Regions from separate parts of the Mus musculus genome. Here all the other regions are linked to region 1. A link is a contact called in public Hi-C and promoter capture Hi-C data. All regions are on one chromosome and are shown on one strand. The core of a region is the stretch at or near the end of the contact, and the rest is flanking DNA. Distances in the headings are between cores, read along the strand shown. Region 1 holds the start of Dnajc10 (DnaJ heat shock protein family (Hsp40) member C10). Region 2 overlaps Cwc22 (CWC22 spliceosome-associated protein). Region 3 holds the start of Zfp385b (zinc finger protein 385B).

The links. Promoter capture Hi-C pulls out the DNA fragments that hold promoters and counts their contacts. Hi-C and Micro-C count contacts between places; a contact is called where the count stands out from the background.
Region 2: a Hi-C map of pro-B cells shows a contact between it and region 1, with 4 times the contacts expected there. The contact joins the enhancer-like site here to the promoter of Dnajc10 in region 1. A contact is called at or near these places in 8 of 39 promoter capture datasets (the 3T3-L1 cell line, the HPC-7 cell line, cranial neural crest and 4 more), 17 of 484 Hi-C or Micro-C datasets (B cells, CD4 T cells, DN3 thymocytes and 7 more) and 4 of 115 datasets of contacts at active chromatin or transcription factors (astrocytes, extraembryonic endoderm stem cells, large pre-B cells and 1 more).
Region 3: a promoter capture Hi-C map of stem cell-derived epiblast-like cells shows a contact between it and region 1, with 3 times the contacts expected there. The contact joins the promoter of Zfp385b here to the promoter of Dnajc10 in region 1. A contact is called at or near these places in 2 of 39 promoter capture datasets (hippocampal neurons and stem cell-derived epiblast-like cells).

Annotation. Positions count from the first base shown.
Region 1 is chr2:80,313,554-80,317,591 of GRCm38.p6, reverse strand. It overlaps Dnajc10 (DnaJ heat shock protein family (Hsp40) member C10), which reads right to left and starts at 2,126. Exons shown (of 23, transcript NM_024181.2): 1 at 1,787-2,126; 2 at 1-343. The coding sequence starts at 196.
Region 2 is chr2:77,923,592-77,928,053 of GRCm38.p6, reverse strand. Cwc22 (CWC22 spliceosome-associated protein) reads left to right here. Exons shown (of 20, transcript NM_001362658.1): 6 at 718-846; 7 at 3,399-3,567; 8 at 3,861-3,914. Among named protein-coding and RNA genes, the nearest start is that of Cwc22, 21 kb to the left of the region's middle. Within about 2 kb of position 2,288, at least 14 of the 459 cell types and tissues checked have an H3K27ac peak or open chromatin away from gene starts, as enhancers often do.
Region 3 is chr2:77,813,517-77,818,099 of GRCm38.p6, reverse strand. It overlaps Zfp385b (zinc finger protein 385B), which reads left to right and starts at 1,284. Exons shown (of 10, transcript NM_178723.6): 1 at 1,284-1,548.

The sequences.
Region 1 (4,038 bases), core at 877-3,376:
TATCAGGATGTAACTTCAGTGCTAATTTCTTAAAGGCTTGTCTTATTTCTCTACTGCTTGCAGTTTTCGACACTCCAAGTAAACTGTAAAAATTCTGATCTGTGCCCACCACAACGACCACGTACAGTATCAGAAGACAGAGACTGATCCTCTTCAAGTCTCTGATAAAGTCATCTTTGTTTAACCAGACTCCCATTCTCTTTCTTATGAAAGTTCTGACTTATGTGAACATTAAGATACAATGCTGGGTCCGGTGGTTAAAATAGACACACGTGAGAATCTCTGTCCACATAACTTCAAGGGTCAATCAAGCATCTCGGGAACACAGCTCAGAAATGTTAACCTAAAGAGAGCAAACCAGGCAGTTAAAATACTTTTCAGACTTAACATTTATAGCATGATTTGTCAAGCGACACAGCCAGTAATACAGTTTCCACACTGAAGGTCACATCCCTGTGAATAGCTTTGAACCCCTATTCTCCAGGACCCTCCCTTGCCCCTGTATTCAGGTAGGCATGTTTGTAAAATCACTGATAGCAGGAAAAAGGTAATGAGTAGTAGTAGCTAGCTAGCTTTCAAGAAAAACACAGGCACACATATGCGAGAGAAAGAGAGAGAGAGAGAGAGAGAGAGAGAGAGAGAGAGAGATGGGGGAGGGAGGGAGGGACAGAGACAGAGATACTGAGAGAGACAGGGACAGAGACACAAAGGCTCTGGTCAATATGATGCTACCAGGATAAGACTCAGCAGTATTTCTTTTCTCTCCCAGCACGCTGCCCTTTCTAATACCTCCTCCCTTTCAGCTCCTTCCACGCCTGGAAAGCTTATCAAGTTCCTTTTTTAAATCTAATCTCATTTGTAGAGAATGCCTTCGAGGGAAAAACAAGGAAGCATGAAGCTTTTCCAAGAGGGTTGTACTTTTTTACATAACCGTTTAAGAACATCAGTATAAAAATAGATAACTTAAAAAAGCAGGCCACACAAGTTCTCTAAAGTGTTAGCACCAAGAGAAGATATTTTATAATAATTGCAAATCAATGCAATTTCACTGTAAAGCTCCTGTCTGGAGTAAAAACTAGGAAAACAAAGAGCACCAGGCATTGCTTGAGGGTAAAACCCTAACATTTAACCTTACAGCTAAACTAGTCCTCTTTAATATCTTCAAATGCTTTGGGGGAAAAAAAAAAGATCTAACTTCCCTAACCTCCTCAGTTTCAGCTCTCTTCCCTTAAGTCCGGATATGTTTCTAAGTATTTCTCCTTACCTGGGAACAGGCCTCACCTCACGTCTAACTCCCTTTTTTCACCCGCCTCCCCTAATAGCCCTTTGTAAAATATACTGACAGTAAAACAGAAATACCCAGACTGACAACCATCAGGAAGGAAAACAAATGAAGAACAAATCTCAACAAAGGCGACTTTGGGATAAGGTGTCCCTCGGCTTAGGGTGGGTTCAGGCAAAGCCTGGGAATAACTGAACAGCCTGGGGCCAGTGAGGCTGCAGGTAAACGCAGTGTTAATGAGGGATGCTGCCACCGCTCCAGAGCGGGATCGGGGAGAGGCGAAAGACAGAGGGTACGGGGCTGGCAAGGGTGCGCCTTGAGGTCCCAGGTCGGACCAGGGAGAGAGACCCCGAGTTAGAAAGTGCGAGCAGAAGGGGGCTCGCAGAGGTGGGGTGGAGGGGGCCGTGAAAACCCGGCGCAATGGGGGCACCGAGGCGGTGGGATGGGTCTGGCGTCCTCCCTCCCTGATGCCCCCGCAGTGCGTGGAGCCCGGCCCGCGCCCACCTCGGCGTCCTCAGCTACTGCCCCATCCTCAGGTCGCCGAGCTCCGGACCCGGCAGGACCGGACGCTGCCTGCGAACGCGCGCAGCAGCAATTCTGCCGCTCCCGTCGCGCCGGCGGGGCGGGGCCTGGCGCGGGGCATTGTGGGAAAGGCGTGGGCGAAGGCCGACGGGTGGCCAGCAGGGAGGGACGGGTGGGACCGCCGAGGCTGACGTGGCCTTCTGTGTGGCTGCGGCGGTGGCTGCGGGTCCCGCTCCTAGCCAGAGATAGGGAAGCATCCCGCAGCGCGGCCCACAGGCATCTTGCGGCCGTAGTCAACCGCTGGCGGAAGGAAGGGTGTGAAGCCCGCCTTTTCCGGTCCCGTTGCCAGGGCGACGGGAAAACCCGGGTGGAGAGATCCGGCTCTCTGGAGGTTTGGTTAAAGGGTGGGTATCCTTGAAAGGGCAGATTTGGCAGAAAGTGGAGAACTTGTCTGAATTGACCCCGTTGCCAGGGACCGGACAGAATAATTAAAGTTTTCTAGAAATAAAATTGTTTACAACTTTTATGTATCAACAAATATGAAGCGTTCTACAGGATTTCTGGATTTGTGAATCTGCCTTCTGATCCTCTCCTTTACTGGATTTGTTACAGAAACTGCAGTGTTTGAGTCATGACACTTTGACCGTTGAAGTAGACACATTAAAGTCCCTGAAAGAGGAAGTGATGGAAGCTGGTGGTAGTGATTTGAAATAAGTAGAAATTGATAGTGAGTCTTTGGGTAGTTAACCAGATGTCAGTTAATAATTTTATGGCTGTAGGACCTGTTGCTAAACCAACATATTGTAGGAAAGAAGCGGAAGTATAACGAACAAAGGCAGAAATATCAGAAAGAGCCTGAAGTAGCAGCTGTTAACCTGTACCAGGAACTGGCCGAAGTACACACGCGTTAACTCAGCCCTAAAATATTCTCGGGAGATACAGCTGATTATCATACACATGTCAAAATGGAAAATAAATGGGTAACTAAAAATTGAGGAAAATAAGATTAACACTTAAACAACCTAGTTCATTATGCCACGGTGATCCAAAACTCCTTAGAAAAAAATCTAAAAGCAAAACAGAGAACTGAAGAATCAAGTGGAAACTAATAGGTTTTTGTTACCATAGTGAATACATTTCAACTTATATTTTTAGATGGTAAGGAAGCTTCTTAAAGCTTTATTGTAAAGGACTGGAGTTGCATCTTACATAGTTTGCAACTCCTGAAGGGAGGATTCAAAGGAGATGCTTAGGAAAGGAAAAGCAGAGAAAACACAGACACACAGGCAGCATGCCACAAGTAATTTAAAGCAGTGTGTAAAACATTTTCTCTTCTCTGGGATATGTACTGGTGGGTAACAAGAGCAAAGACTTTCTGCTCCTAATAAATTGGATGATAGAGGGACACATTAGCCTGTTAGTTATTCAAATATATCTGTAATTAGGAAGGAAAAAATATGAAACACAGATCACAGTAAGACCAAAAGGTAGAAACGACCATCCAACAGCTTTCAGCTCATTTTAAGAGGTTTTATGGCTCAGTGGTTAAGATTACTGGCTGCTCTTCCAGAAGACAGAGTTCAATTCCCAACACCCACATGGCAGCCCACAACTATCTGTAACAGCAGTTCCAGAGGCTCTGGCACTCTTGCACAGACATGTAGGCAGAACACCAATGTGCATAAAAATAAACAAATCTTTAAAAATAAACTTAAAAGTCCTCCCCCTTTTCAATGGGAAGCTGAAGAAGAGTTTTAAGTGATGAAATGTTTTATGTAAGGATGACTTTGCTTAATTTGAAATGATCTTAAAGTTACAAGGAATTAAATGTTGTAGTACAAAAAAATTGTTTTTCTCAAAAGTTTGGGAGTAAGTTGACTTCTCCCATGACCCCCCCCACCCCCCAAAACTAGTGTGTGTTTTTTTCACAGATGGGATGCTTTCTTTTAAAAGTACAACCTTCGAATATGGGAAGTTTCTGTGAACACATTATCAGTGTCTAGTCCACAAATGTCAGATTCCGGTTTTTCCAATTATCAGTAAGACTTCCCAGTATGAGGATCTAGTAAGGAGCTATTTTTCTTTTTTTCTGTTTAGCACAATCGTGTTTTAGACTTCCTTAATGAGAAATGTTTATCCAGTTTTCCCAGATTTCAAGGTCTTAAACTTGTATAGAATTCAGGCCAGTTGTGTTATAGATACTATAGATAGATCCTATTTTTATGTGACTGAGG
Region 2 (4,462 bases), core at 1,039-3,538, 2.4 Mb after region 1:
TGACTGGGTATCAGTGACCTAATACCCAGCAGCGCCCACCTCACTGCTGCTCTCTGCAGGACTGCCTCACTCCAGCTTTCCGTAGCTCCCTACAGGAAATTCAGGCAGTCAGATCAAGAATCTGGATTGGGAAAAATGCATTTTAATTTTTATTAATCCCTAACTAAATTTTAGCATTTCTTTCTACTGGAAGTGTAACTATAGTATACAGTCCCAAAGAGTACATTATGGATACTGTGCAATACTGGGTATGGCCGTGTTACTTGGAATTCAGATTGGTACTTGGCTTCCTACCTCTTGATATTTTCTGTCTGAAGATGCTCAGAGCACACTGGATCAAGCCTGTTCTTTTTTTGTGCTCTGATGACTATCTGGGGACCTGTTGTAACCATTTGTATTATATGCGTTTCAGGAGGCCTACTAATTTCACTAGACTTCAAAGAAGCAGATAGAGGAAAAGGCTCTGGTTTCCTACAGAGATGTAATTACAAAAATCACAGGTTCTTAAAGAGCTTTAAAAGACCTTGGGCATTATTAAGTGTAATACATCTAATCGAGGCTGAAATGCCCAAATGGAAGTTTAAAGCAGCCCAGCCTTATAGCTTTCAGCTGGGCAGCTCCCAGCTATCTGCTTAAACAGAAGGTCTTTCAGATGCTCAAGACAGCATGTCAGTTCCAAGGTCCCATGTGACGGTCCCTTCTTTTGGTATTTTTTAGCTTAGCATATCAGAGGATGAGCTGGGAGGCTCTGAAGAAATCCATCAATGGTCTCATCAACAAGGTCAACATCTCTAATATAAGCATTATTATCCAAGAGCTCCTTCAAGAGAACATTGTCAGAGGGAGGTAAGTAGCCAGAACCTTGTATATTTCATAGTAACTCATTGAAAGAAGCATAATGTCTCTGAACAGTAAGCATTGATTTGTTATGCTACTTCATTTTAAAGGTTTTTGTGAATGTTTATTTGAAATACAGTTCTTTTTAAATGTAGGCTGTTAAATAACTTAAACCATGTTGTTCAAGAGTAATAAACCAGTGCTTTTGGAGATTTGCTATCATGCCATAGTTTTGCGTGGATATTTATTGAATGTCTCCAATAATTTAAATCCATGAGGCATAACAATTATTAAAATATGCTATTTCAAACCACTTTATTTTTTTTTAATTGGCATAAAATCTTTATAAATTTTTTAGTAACAGTGTGCTACTTTAATATGTATATTCTGTGTTGTCATGTGTCAGGATTTCTTTAATTTTTTTTAATGCTGAGTGGCATTCCATTGTGTAAATGACATTCCCTGTCTGTCATTGACATGGCACTCACTCCCTTTGGCTCTTGTGGGTAATGGTGTGGGGGTGTGCGGTGTAGCTCAGAGGCTTAGTCTTCCCTGCTGGCTGCACTGCTGCGCATTCCTGTTCACAGTCCCTGTGTGCTTCCTGTTCTCTGCCTCCTTGGAAACGCTCACCTTTGGTTATTTTTATGGCAGCCATTATTTAGGTATGAGACGATACATCGTGTGCCTTGACTCTGTATTCGTCTGATAGGTGATGCTTCATGTCAGCATGTCTGTATCGTCTTGAAATGTCTAGTTAGATGTTTTGTCAGGCTTTGAAACTAATGTTTTATTACTTTGGCAGATATTTTGGATATTAGCTCCTTAAGAGATAAACGGCTTGCAGATCCTTTCTCCCATCTGTATTTGTCTCTTGGCTTCTTGCATGGTTTCTAGCACTGTCCAGAGCCTTTTAGATCAGTGCAGTGCCATTTGTCAAGTTTTCTTGGGTTATTTAGTTCTGTTTAGAAATGTGTCAATCCAGGCAGATATTGTCAAGCTTCCCTCCTGGAAGTTGTACAGATTCTGTTTGTTAATCAGTTTAGATTGCTTTGTGTGTGTTGCGTAAGATTAAAGTATGTTTTTATTTCTCTGCATGTTGGCATCTGGCTTTCCTATCACTTTGGAACACATTGCCTTTATGTCAAAATACAATTAAATAAAAATGTATGAATTTATCTCTAGGTGTTTTGTTCTGTTCTCTGTTGGTTTCTATTAAGCTTTATGGCAGTACCATGCTGTTTTTATTACTATGTCTTTGTGTAGTAGTAAGTTTTAAATCAAGTAAAAGGTGTCTCTTGCTTTTTCTTTCTTTCCTGAAGATTTTTTTTTTTTTTTTTTGGCTATTTGTATTTTTTATACTCTTAATTTTAAGAGCTTTTTTTCTTCTGGAAAATGCCACTAGAACTTGGATGGGTGGGTACTCCATTGAACTTGGGTAGTTTAATGAACAGCATAGCTTGTTCCTGACCCTGCAGGCAGAGTTCCCAGCATCGCTGCCGAGATGGTGTCACCTTTCGGTTTGTTATTTTGTCCTTTATTCCAGTTCACGTTCTAATTAGAGCAGAGTGAGAAGGGGGTGGCTGGGGAAGATGAGCAAGAAATGTGAAGAAAAATGAAGGGAATCATCATGTTTTATTTGAATTCCAGCAGCTGGTGGTGTTTTTGTTTTTTTTTTGTTTTGTTTTGTTTTAAAGATTAAAGAAATGGAAATAAATATCACATATCTCTTAGTTTTCAATCTGAGTGCTGTCATGTGTGATTTCACATTACCTTGATTATACTCATTGAAAACTAGGACTAAGCTCAGGGAACCGTGTTTTGGGGAACAGAAGGTTGGCCTGGAGCCTGCCACTGTCCTTGGAGATAGCAGAGCTCTGTTCCCTTCACCTGGAAAACAGGCCAGGCAGGCATAGACAAGTGGCCTGCCTGGCTTCCGTCTTAATCCAGGTTCACTTTCTTCTTGCAGCTCAGGAATTCTCACTCTCTTTCTTACACATAAAGAGTGAGCGACTCTACCACTGTGTTGTCTGTCACTTCATCTTAGGTCACCCGTGTCCTTACCTTTGTGCCGCTAAACCTACACCAACAGAAGGAAACAGCTCAGAGCTGTGTCCCAGCACAGTTATTGTATGTTAAGTGATGGACTCATGTCAGAAACTTTATGCTGTGTACATTTTATACTCGTCAAGCAACTTGTTTTTAATGCCACTATTTTTTGGTTTTAGTTTATTTAAAATATTTTTCATACAGTATATTTCAATCATGTTTTTCTCTGCCCTGATCCTTTAAATCTGATTAGATGAAATGTGAATAGAAAAACAGTAACTTTATTTAGAGAGAAATTTTTGAAAAAAATTACCTCATTTTATTTTACAATTTTATTTTCATAAAAGCATTTTTTAAAATTGATTACCAAGATGTACTCTTTTCCTAGGAAATGAAGTAAAGATTTAATTCCGAATGGGCTTTTACTATTCATGATTAGAAAATAGTTTTTCTTGATTTGACATATTTTTTTAAATTGCTTGTTTGACTATTGACTTTTGCTGTATTTTGAATAGAGGATTGCTGTCCAGATCTGTTCTGCAAGCCCAGAGTGCGTCTCCAATCTTCACTCACGTTTATGCAGCTTTGGTGGCAATAATCAACTCAAAATTCCCACAGATTGGAGAATTGATCCTCAAGAGACTAATTCTTAATTTTCGGAAAGGCTATCGAAGGAACGATAAGGTGTGTATGAGTGGCTTATAAGTAGATTGTCGCATGAGGTTGTTCCAGTAAGCCAGCCTCTATAAAAGTGAGCGTGCTGACTTCACGTGTAAACTGCTCAGTCTGCTAAATATCCTCTGGCCACTTCGATGATGGCTGCCTGTGTACTTCTTCTACTTTAGCTTTCATAGCTACTTCATGTCACTATTCCTGCATGAAAATGATTCCCTGTGTTCCCTTGTAAAGAGCATATTATTGATACAGGAAGACTGATGACAGTTGATGGGTTAACTGTCTTTACTTTGATTTTTCAGCAACTTTGCCTGACTGCTTCAAAATTTGTGGCACATCTTATTAACCAAAATGTGGTAAGTAATTATCCTTAAAGCCTGATCAAGCTTAGTGGGATAAGGCCATGGCCTTGACCCCATTTCCTTTTGTCACTGTTTGATCATCTTGGGTGCGATTTGAAATGTGTTTTAAATGCACCTGATATTCTTGTATAGAGAAAATCTATATGTTATAAGGTATTTTGTTAGACTGATATGGCTCAATACTGTGTGTGCTCACTGAGCCACTTAGGAGCACTGGCTGCTCTTTCAGAGGACCTGAGTAAAATTCCCAGCGCCTACATAGCAGCTCACAACTGTAACTCCAATTCCAAGGGATCTAACACCATTATACAGAGATATACACACAGGCAAAATACCAGTGCACATGAAATAAAAAATAAATCATTAAACAGTGATAACGAGTACATCAGTAGTCATGCATATCTTTTAGTTTTTTGTTTATTCACTTGTTCAGTGTTTTTGTTGGTTATTAAATGCTGTATTGACTTCTCTGTGGGTATGTGTCCTGTTGCATGGCACCAACTGCAGTGCTCAGCCTAACACATGAGCCAGTGTGTGAACAC
Region 3 (4,583 bases), core at 35-2,534, 2.5 Mb after region 1:
CTCTCCGTTTGCCAGAACTCCATTCTCAGGACTCATAAAATGCTTACTTTCAATATAACCTTCATGGGCAGGAAGATATGTTACGGCTATAACTTTAAAAAGGGACTCTACAAACAATTACAGTTCTTCATGTTCTTTTTGGGGTTATGAATTTTGCAGCTTGCCTCCCGTAGTTATTTTGAATAGAGGTAGCAGTAATAATAAACATACCAGTTTGGGTCTGTATTTAGTAGAGCGAGCCAGGCCAGCTAGAAGATGTTTGGATTCTAAAAATATAAAGACCATCAGTCAGATTAATGTCCCTTCTCACGCTGGTTACCTCAGGTGCTGGCGCCTGCAATAAGCTGACATTCCAAGGTGGATTTAAAAAAAAAAGCAAGCTGCTCCTTCGGAAGGCTCCAGAATGCAGTGAGTGTGCATTCATCAGATCTCAAACCCACCCCGGAAGCAGCACTAGCTTTGGCTGGACTCGAAGATATTTACTCCGGACACTATGCCAAGACATTAACAGCTGCCGGATTAATTATTTATGGCCTTTGTGTCAATCATCTAAGACAAGATCCAAAGAAAAATATTTTAAAGTCGAGTCATCTGTTTTTTTTTTTCAGTCTTTGCTGCCTTCCACAGTTCCCTTGTCATTTGTTACTCTTGAATTTCTTCCCGAAGAAGTCATCTTAGAAGACTGAGCCCTTCAAATTATGTTTCCTTCCCCCCAGTGTTTTCTTTGAAGTGCTCTCCGTCGCAGAAATAAGCGCCCTGGCTGTGTCTACACTATTTTCAGAAGATGGCTTACACCGGGGGAACCCCTGACACGGTTTAGTTTTTGAAACTTCAATCAGCGAGGTCTGGCAGTAGGAGCAGGCGAGCCCCTCCCCTGCGCACGAGCCTCGCAGGTCCTTGCTGGGCTGCGAAGCCCTGGGTCCCCGCGGAGGCTGATCTGTGTCGCCCGCCAGCCGGGAGCTGCACGCGGGGGCAGAGCCCATACTTGGTGGCGAGCATCTCCAAGAAGAGTTTTAGTCCGCTCGGCCAGTAGGTGACACGTCGGCCCCCGCGCGCGCGAGGTTTGCGTCCCGCCTTGGGGAATCCCCCCACCCCCGACCCCTGCTGGAGGCTGAGGGGCGCGTGGGACCCGGTGACCAGGCGGCCTTCCAGGCTGCGCCGCCCCCGGGGCGTCTCCACGGCGTTCCCCACCCCAGCCGCAGCATCCCGCGCCGAGCGCCTCGCAGGTCCTCACGCCTGTCCCCGTGGCCCGCGCGGACTCGGCACACGCCCCTCACCTGGGCGAGGCCAGGCGCGCAGGCGCCGAGCGTGGAGACCGCGAGCGGCCGCTCAGCCCGCGCTCCCGCTGGGTCGGACAGTTCCGGGGGCCCGCGGCGCAGAGCTGTCGCCGGTGCCACCGCCCCGGGCTGCCGCAGACCGCGGGAGAGCGTCTGCGCGGAGCTCCAGCGCAGCCCTGGCGGGAGCGCCGCCTCCCAGGCGCCGGCCACATCCCCCCGGCCTCAGGAGCGGCTGCCCCGCGCGCCCGCCGCCCGCCGCCCGCGCGCAGAGGTAAGCCTGGGGCGAGCAGCCCCGCGCCGCGTCCGCGCCTCTCCCCACCGCCTCCGCCCAGGCGAGGGACGGAGTTTGCGCTGCGTCCCGCCGCCCCACTTGTAGAGGCAGGCGCCTGGCCGCTGCCCCGGCCGCAGAGTCGAGGCTCCCCCTAGCCCCTCGAGTCAAGGAGTAGGACGTAGGAGTAGGACGTAGGAGTTCGTCGGGCAAGGAGTCCCCAGGGTGGGCTCGGAGAAGCCAGGGTGGGAAGGGAGCATAGAGATAGACGGGGGGGACAAGGAAAGCCTCGCAGGGGGTCAGTGGCAGTGCCTCTCCCCTCCCGGGAACTCCGGGGGGTTTTGCAGACTCCCTTTTTGCCAGAGGGAAATGAATAATTTGGGTACCGAGGTGTGAGGGCAGGATGACTGTGGAAGCTTAGGGTCCCAAGGGCATTCTGCAGAGAAAAGACCAGCAGAAAGGTGAATGGTGCGGCTCGAGAGCAGATGCTCAAAGTTTGCACTTGTTGGGAGCTGGGAAGGGCAGCCTGGGTTAGCAAGAGCTGGTGAAGGTGTCAGCTCAGGGTGGGAGGACTCTGCGGGACAGCGGAAGGGAGGAGAGAAACGGGAGGGGGAGGACCATCTGCTTTGCCTCTGCTGTGTGCTGGCCTTGGGATGAGGAGAAGACTAGACGGAGGTCTCTCATGCTTTGCTTCCTATGGCTCTGGAGATCACTCAGATGGCGAGTGTCCTGGGTCCTTCAAGGAAAAGAAAATGCCCCCGCCCCCATGAGCACAAATAATTTTGGAATGACCTCAAAAGTTCCTGGATTTGGAAACATTTTCATCTAGAAAGGAGGTTGGCGGTTCTCTCCGGTTTTGCTTATCTGATGAGCAGCACACAGAGGCTATTGCAAACTTTGTCACAATGAAGCAAAATATAGGCAAAATAGATGCTCCAAATGGGGCAAAAACATTTGTGTTGTCGGGTAGACTGGCAGCGTCCATACAGCTTGGGAAGGACTGAGAAATATATTTATTAAATGAAGAGGCAGTTTTCCAGAAAGTTACTGTGCAGCATCTCAAACATTTAGGCTCCAGATAACTCCCTTTAGTGTTTCAGGGTCTGCTTTTGCCTGTTTCCAGAATCCTTCAATCTTATTTTAATGTCATGCATGCTTTGATACGGGTTGTCCTTTCCTGTCATAGTTGAATGTCCTTAGAATGTAAAATACCGGCTTGTAGGTTTGGCTACTTAAGATATGGAAGGTGAAAATATGTTTATGTGCTCAAAGCCTTGCTTGCTCGGATTCTGTATTTTTCAGTAATCAAGTTTTTGCGGATTTATCGTTTACACCTTTACTTGTTTCTGAAAGTGATTTGAGGAGGTTTAAGGTGAAACCACAAATCAAATAAGCTGTTCTTGTCCGTCTCCTTGACCTCTCGTGGGCGCATTTGTAGTAAATGCTTTTGGAAAGGTGAACTCTCCCAAACAGGGGAGGATCGCCGCCCTTGCTGGAATAGTGCTGGTGGTAGGTATCAGTGTGGTGCAGTATCATCCCTGAAGCATCTCATTTGCATAATATTATGTTATGGTTATTAGGTAAATCATTGAAAAGGAGCTCTATAAGCATTAGAATCCATTGACATTAAGGGAAAGAAAAACAATGTTGATAGCTTACAGCATTTTAACAGTATATAGATTCCCAGGACCAAAGAAAACAGCCTGTCTCTTTGGACTGAGGCAGAAAGAAACCAAACGGAGGCATTTCCATCTCAGTCAAATTAGAGACAGAAGTGTGGTTAGTGCCTGGCACCCAAGCACAGCAGATAATGAGAGCTGACAGCAGTTGGAAGATCCTTCTTCCAGAGTGGGACTATTGTATGATGATCGAATGTCCTGGCTCTGGGAGTAGAGAGGATCTATCAAAGCAAACATCTCTTAGAGATGAAAAGCTACATAGAATGATGCTGGGTGCTGTCGGGTACCATAAACAAGACATCCCAACTCTGTTTTCTTTTTCTTCCATCTGAGTTTGAAGATGCTACTGCCCAATGACATATGTGAATATGATATTTTATATTAATTAAGCTTACATATCATATCATTATATATTATATATAGTTAAAAAGAACAATTAACTAACATATCACAGGAGTGAATTCATGTGAAAAATCTTTGTTCATGGAAACAAAGAGCTAAATTGGCTTTCTAAGGCTTTCAAGCTTCTACTTAGATCTAAAGGACAACGCATGCTGAACTTCCCTGCCTTCTGTTTGCTTGGTTTTGTTATTGTTGTCCCCTCTGCACACTATTTTATTACTGTTGCTATCACCATTTCTCCATTTCTGTCTCTTGTTCCACATAGATCTTAGTATGATCTTCTATTCTTCATAGTCTCTCTCTCTCCCTCTCTCTTTCTCTCTCCCCCTCCTTCTCTTCCTCTCCCTTCCCCACCTCCTTCTGTTCTTCCTCTATGGGTTTCTCTTAGTTTTCTTTACTTTTTGGGTTATCTTCCTTTTGCATTTTGTAGATTTCATCTGGTGTTGTCCTTTATTAATTTAGATCATTTCTTCTTAAGATGACATACTTTTGCTTTCCCTCCCAGACATCATATTTGCCCTGTGAAACCCTTTGAAGGCCTTGCATTGCTCTCAGGTGCCTCAAGTCCACCACCTGCTTTCTAAATCTAAGCATAAACTCTAATCACTGTCTTTCTTTTAAATGAGCAGGGGCGCCTTGGTGTCAGTTTCCACAATTCTCCCAAGCACCCAGAGCCTCCTCCTCCCATACCATTGCTTTCCACATGCAGTGCACAGACAGTCCCACCATTTCCGTCTCCACAAGGCCTCTTGACAGCATCACTTTCTTATCCACAGCGTGTCTGCCTCCGTTTTTCTAGATGTTACCACGCTGGCTTCTGGACTCACTTGCCATCTCTTGTCTCTTCCATTCCTAGTGAATTTCATGCTTGCTTTTGGAGGCTAAGCCGTAGGAAAACTTCCTCACTGGTCAACGCTTCTGTAATGCCCCCGTAGCGTATACCTCTGCTCTAAGAGC